Linked DNA regions of Mus musculus: region 1 is linked to region 2. A link is a contact called in public HiChIP or PLAC-seq data. All regions are on one chromosome and are shown on one strand. The core of a region is the stretch at or near the end of the contact, and the rest is flanking DNA. Distances in the headings are between cores, read along the strand shown.

What was found. HiChIP or PLAC-seq counts read pairs in DNA pulled down with a chosen protein or histone mark.
Region 1: an H3K4me3 HiChIP or PLAC-seq map of bone marrow-derived macrophages shows a contact between it and region 2, with 6 times the contacts expected there. The contact joins the promoter of Shtn1 here to the enhancer-like site in region 2. A contact is called at or near these places in 4 of 39 promoter capture datasets (hippocampal neurons, liver, neural stem cells and 1 more), 5 of 484 Hi-C or Micro-C datasets (the N1E-115 cell line, bone marrow-derived macrophages, macrophages and 1 more) and 7 of 115 datasets of contacts at active chromatin or transcription factors (bone marrow-derived dendritic cells, bone marrow-derived macrophages, embryonic forebrain and 4 more).

What each region holds. Positions count from the first base shown.
Region 1 is chr19:59,074,300-59,077,492 of GRCm38.p6, reverse strand. It overlaps Shtn1 (shootin 1), which reads left to right and starts at 1,424. Exons shown (of 17, transcript NM_001114312.1): 1 at 1,424-2,038. The coding sequence starts at 1,981.
Region 2 is chr19:58,977,517-58,980,521 of GRCm38.p6, reverse strand. The region is part of intron 16 of Shtn1 (shootin 1); the gene reads left to right. Among named protein-coding and RNA genes, the nearest start is that of Eno4, 36 kb to the right of the region's middle. Within about 2 kb of position 1,656, at least 103 of the 459 cell types and tissues checked have an H3K27ac peak or open chromatin away from gene starts, as enhancers often do. A contact at or near this core is called in the N1E-115 cell line, bone marrow-derived dendritic cells, bone marrow-derived macrophages and 5 more, where this site is marked.

The sequences.
Region 1 (3,193 bases), core at 175-2,674, 97 kb before region 2:
ACAAATACCATGTCCCCTCCTCCCTTGTTCCCTTTTCCTTCTCCCTCATCCTCTATCTCCTGTCTTTGTTTCTTACTCCTTGACCTTTGTCCTTTTGGGGCAAATCTTTGGGCAGAGAACTTGGTCTTGTGTGTCCTGAGCCTATACCAATCTTTATGATCATCACTGTAGCTGACTGGAAAATATTTTGAACTTATGAAACATTCTTATGAAACATTCCAGGAAGGACCAAATAGCAAAATCCCCACACTGAAATAATTTCATAAAGTTCCATCTTTCATTCTTTTTACTTAGAAATCCACACTGCCACCTCAGGCCACCCGAACAGTTAAACTATGCATTCTAAACCACTGCCATTTCTTAAAAGGGAATAGCCGATTCTGATTTTTCAACGGTCACCACGAGATGGTATGAATAATGAGTACCAGAAAGATACTGGTAATAGGATCTATGGGAATATCAATACACGTCTCCTGGCAGGGCCACTACCAGCCGAGTTGGGGCGTTTGCCTAAATTGAGACGCAAGGAATGAAGAGCTGGTGTTCTATATGAGTTTAGAGAGGATGAAGAAAACGAGGGCTGTGCAGAAGGCTCACTTAACCCGGATTTATCTGGAGCGCTTAATGATTGGAATAAAGAACTGTGCTTTTCTCAACTTGTTATTAGCAACCATAACACCTGTAATCATAAAAAACAAAAAATCCTCTGCGCAGAGCAGGCGGCATACCTATCCATTCGGTCCACCTTATTGGAGGTGGACCGGATGGATTGTGGGGCCTTAGCGCATGCTAGACAAGCACTTCTATTTTTTAGATTTGATGTTGTGGTCAAATTCCTCTCCCTGTTCAATTTTTTAAATTCTAAAAGAGTATGCTTTATTATTTCCATTCTTTAGACCAATTCCAGAGCTTGGGAGAGTCAAGCAAATGTTAGGAGAACTAGAGTTGGAGAATGCAAGCCTGCCTAGATATGTTTGCCCAGGTCTACCCCAGAGTTGGGTGTAAATGCCACCGAGGGTCCTTAAGAGAGGCAAGGACTGTCTTCAGTCCTTACACAGGAGGCTCCCTGTCATGCAACAAAGTGACCTTGGGTATTCAGAGTGCAGTGCCAGCCTCCCCAAGATGCAAGATCCTCCCACCGGAACCAGATGACCTTCCCTGCAGTTCTGGCCTGGTGAGGCACTTGGAGGCAGGGCCCAGGTTCTGACTCTGGCCTCTTCACACACGCTGGAACTGCGATCAGACTGCCACGCCCCCATCACCTCTTCTCTCTCTCTCTCTCTCTCTCTCTCTCTCTCTCTCTCTCTCTCTCTCTCTCTCTCTCTCTCTCTCTCCCTCCCTCCCTCCCTCCCTCCCTCCCTCCCTCAGACTGCTACCCACTACCCCCTACTCCTCAAGACTGCGGTGACTCAATTAGCCAGACAGACTGCAAACATGCACTTGCTTGGTGGACAGGTGCATGGTGTAGAACAGAGGGTTTTCCAGCCCTGGCTCCAATGAGCAGTGACTGAGAACTAGGATAGGAGCCTGGTCCTCTGGGGTCCGTCCGGTCCTGCTCAGATCCGCTGTCCAGCTCTAGGGTGGCGGACCTGGGGAACCCGGGTCGAGTCTCCATGGTGCGCGCCTCGGGTGGAAAGCCTGGCGCAGCGGCGGCCTTAGCAGAACCGCATACAGCCACCTGGGAGGATCGCAGGCGCCCCAGGGCCGTGACACTTCACCCGCCTCCAGCGGCCCACGCCCCTACCGGGCCAGGCGCCCAGACCCGCCCGCCGCAGGTGGGGCAGCCAGGGCCCGCGAGTAGGTGCGTGGGATGATCTCACCGCGTGCGGCGCGCCAGGAGGAGGAGGAGCGGGAGCGATCCCAACTTCCGGGTAGTGCAGCCGCACGCCGCGCCACCGGCATCTTGCTTTCTGCTCCCCCTCCCCCGTGTCCCCCTCGCCTCTCCCTCCTTGCCTTTTATCCCCAGCCCCACCCGCCAAAATGAACAGCTCGGACGAGGAGAAGCAGCTGCAGCTCATCACCAGCTTGAAGGAGCAAGGTAGGTGGGCCGGCTGCCGCAGGTGCCCAGCAGCGGCCTCGGGCGGGACAGCTCTGGGCGCAGCCGCAGGTGCCAGCCGTGGCCAAGGGACCGTGAGGCCGCCGCGGTCACCCCGCATCCCCAAGCGCCATGGGGTGCAGCGCCCTGGGCGGAGGAGCTGCAGCGTCTTCCCGCAGTGGGATCGCGCGCCCTGCAGGACTAGGGCGCGCGACCCGGGCAAAGGGACACGCGTCGGGCGTGGACAGGGTCAGGGCACGCACCTCAGTCCACGCGGGAGTAGCGAGCCGGGTAGGGTAGGATCGCTGGGCGCCGGGTAGTGGCTCAGTTGGCCTGGCTCCTAGCTGAGGCCGCACCCTTGCACACTTTGGCGTTCCTGGGCCTGCAGCGTTCCCTTCTTTTGGGTTCGGTCTAGTTCCTTTTTCTTTACCCAGCTGGGATTTTTCAGGGAACCGATGTGTTCTTATCACTTCCCATTTTTAGCAATTTATTAGTCAGTGAGTCGACACCCTGCCTGTGTGGGGCTTAATGAGGAAGCGGGGCTGGGGCTGGAAATCCAGGCCGTTTTGCATGCTTTTCTCTACCGCTTGGTAGCTAATGATTGCCATCAGAACATTTGTGAACAAAGCAAGATCCTAGAGACAGTTAATCTGACACACTTTAAAAATACCACGACTAATTATCCTGTTCAAAGTGTGGTTTGAGAATATGGGTCAAGAAAGAGGAACTGCACAGGTTTAGGAGGTAAAAGGTCATGCATGCTCTTTGCTGCAGGACTTGCTAACATTGGAAGGGCCCTGCTCAATGGTCCTATTCCTCTTCTTGACTCAGCTCTCCAGGAAGTTGGTGTCTTCCCATCACTGAGTCTTGTGACTGAGCCAGGTGGCTTAAGAGGTCCTAGCAAGGACTTGAGCCGCTTGCTGCTCTTCAAATCCATCAGCCACACTTCCGCAGAAAGGGCTCCACAGCACTGTACTGTGTGACCTCAGGGGAGTTACCTAACCTCGCTGAAATGGATGAAGCACTTTTCCCTATGTGGCATCTAGAAATCCAGAATGGGTGTTAATTGCTTTCATTTCCCCCTCTCATCTGCAATTAGCCTGAAGTCAGCCCACATCGCACCTGTGACTCAATGGATGGACAGAATGCCTTATTTGT
Region 2 (3,005 bases), core at 407-2,906:
AATTTTGCTGAATGTGAGCCCAGGGTCTTTCCTCAGCTATTGTTACCTGTGACAAAAGGGACTCTGGCTAATCCGGACGTATGGAATACTTTCTGTACTTTAAGCCTGTCTTCCCACAAATAAAAGCAGAGTCAGACTGATGGACCGGTACAGAGCTTTGGATAAAATACAGTTTTTAAAAAGTACACAAAGTCAAAGCTCCGTTCTACCTCCAGTCCCACAAGGATGAGGCTTGATAGTGATTAGAAATTCTCAGCTTATGTTTGGGATGTAATATTTTCGAAGTTTTAGACTGGCGCATGAAAAGCTCTGAAAAAAAAAAATCAAGAGTTTCTGAAAGAAACAATGAACATCAGCTTTAGTAAGGCCAGCTCCCTTCACCACTCTGCTCGCTGCAGGGACTGGAGGGGGAAGCAAGACTCATTTATACACTAGGGAAATAGAAACTGACTTCCTCTTTGGAGTTTTCCCAGAAAACTACTTTATAAAGACAAATTTAAATCTTTCCATTTTCCATCCTTGAAGGTGGCAAATATGATTGTGGTTTTATCCGTTTTTTATTGTAAATGAAACAGAGTTCAGACCGGCCACTGCACGTCATTTGTTGGATGGCTGCCACAGACTAATGCAGACGTCCCACTGGGAGACCAGAGAAGCGCTACACCGTGATTCACCAGATTGTGTTAAATAGTCCAGCTGTTGCGATTTGAAAGATAGTTACCTCAGAAGTGAAATAGAAATGAACTTGGCATTTATGCCTCAAACCGTTTTTATACTGTTTGGCAATCAGCTTTTCAGAGGTAGCATTTTATAAAATAACTCTCACCGCTTAAAGGTTTCATTCTCTGTAATGCTCAAAATGTCCCACCTTTATATTATCAGTAAAATTAAGCTTGAGCGATATTCAGAATTTGCATGAAATAAGCATTCCCCCCTTCATTTCCTGAGCTTTGATTGTATTCAATTGAGCTCAGAACCGTGTCGATTAGGGGCTCTTTGGGGCATTAGTTAATTTGAATTGCAGCCGAAATGTTAGCTAGAATGTTGTTGAATATAATTGAGATGTGGAAAGTTGATTTTGAAAGGAATTTCATTGAATGCAAACAATGATGGTTTTTTTTTTGGGGGGGGGCAAGCACACAGAATGCTTTGCCTCTGTCCCCTGTGACACAGTCTGAGAAACAACGAATCCCTTTACCAAGTGCAGCTTTGCTGAAACTGCAACACTTCTGATTCTTCTTACACCTGTGTGATTTGGAGGCAGGTCAGGTCTTTCTTTGCCAGCCAGAGCCCTTTGTTCTGGCTCTCCTACAGTTGGGGGACAGTAGCTGTCAGCTGTAATAGAGTTGCAGTTTGAGATCTTGAATTCCAGTTTTTAATTGGCTTGCTTTCGGGGGTGGGGGAGGGAGTGTCTTGAAACAACTGCTGAGCACATGATCCAGAATGACTCATGAAGAAGGTCTGTTATAGCAGATCATGGATAACTAACTACACGATTCTGCAGTCTGGGCCCCCCCCAGACTTCTGATGCAGGTTCTGTGCTGGTAAATGACAGATCATTTCACTTTGGCCGCCTGGGGTTTACATATGACAGGGAGGGTCCGACCGACTCATGCAGCCTTCCTCTCTCTCTGTGACTCAGCAGTTCTGCTCTACAGGGAGGGTCCGACCGACTCATGTAGCCTTCCTCTCTCTCTGTGACTCAGCAGTTCTGCTCTACAGATCCTGCTGCATCGGGAGAAGGGCTGCCGTGGCTCTTTTACAAGTATCAACTTTAATTGCTTATTAGTAGTAACTGTCCTTAGATGCTGCATTGAAGGAGGAGGTGGACGGAGCCACCGTGGACCAGGCCCCTATGGTAGTACTGCTTGAGCCTTTGTTGGGTTCAAACCTCTAGACCCACATGGCTTCCTTGAATAGTAGCCTAGGTTCTCAGTACTGCCCCTGAAGGACATGGGATTGGGAATGTATTAGTTGCCTTTTCTGTTGCTATGATAAAAATACTTTAACAAAGGCATCTTAAGGTGGAGAGGGTTAATTTGTGCTGATAGTGTGACAGTGCATTAGTCCACTGTGACAGGGAAAACCTGATAGCTAAAGGTCAAGGCAGCCATGCACATTGCATCCATACTCAGGAATCAGAGGACAGTGAATGCTACAAGTCAGCTCTTTCTAATATTCAGTCCAGGATACAAGCCTAGGGAATGGTGCTGCCCACATTCAGGGTGGGCCTTCCCTCATTAACTTAGTCTAAATAATTGCTCCACAGGCATACTCTGAGGCTTGTCTCCTGGCAACTTTACCATCAGTGGCATCATGGGGATAGAGATGGAATGTTCTAAGAAGGCTTCAGGCTCTAAAAGGAGCTTTGAGAAGGTCCCCGGGAGACCTAGGAAAGGACCTAGTGATATCAAACCAGGAAGCTTGAGCATTGAGCATTGTCCTCTGAAAGACAGCATTGATCTGAAAGTTGCAGATAGAAACAATGGAAATAAACTAGTAGAAATGTCCACAGATTACGCTGTGGCACCTGTGCTATATTTGGAAAATAGCTCAATCCTAAAGAGAAGACAGCTCAGACTCCTGCACTGGCTCTGCCACTCAGGAGCAGCGTACTCTTAGGCCAGGCTGTCCCCCTCTGCACACAGAACTGCCCCCATCTACAAAAGGGCAGTTTGGATAGATGGCCGCTCTTACTCTCTTCTGTCTTGCCCTGGGGTTCCAAGGGAGTGCCCCCCTGCCTAGTCTCCACCGTGCCTAGTTCAGTGGAGGAAACTGTGAGATCCTGGAGCTAGCCTGCCAGCAACTTCTCAGGTTAGCCTGCCAGACGAGTGTGGCTTGCTTGAGGAGAGATAGACAGTCCAAGGTTTTTAAGTTTTCAGATCAATCAGCCTGTGTGTTGCTGCCATAGGATGCTGAGAGCAGTTCCTGGAGAGTTCTAATTCCCAGCTGATGAAGACAGCTTTTGCTAGGAGATGTTAACCACCCTTCGCCTGCAGACACAC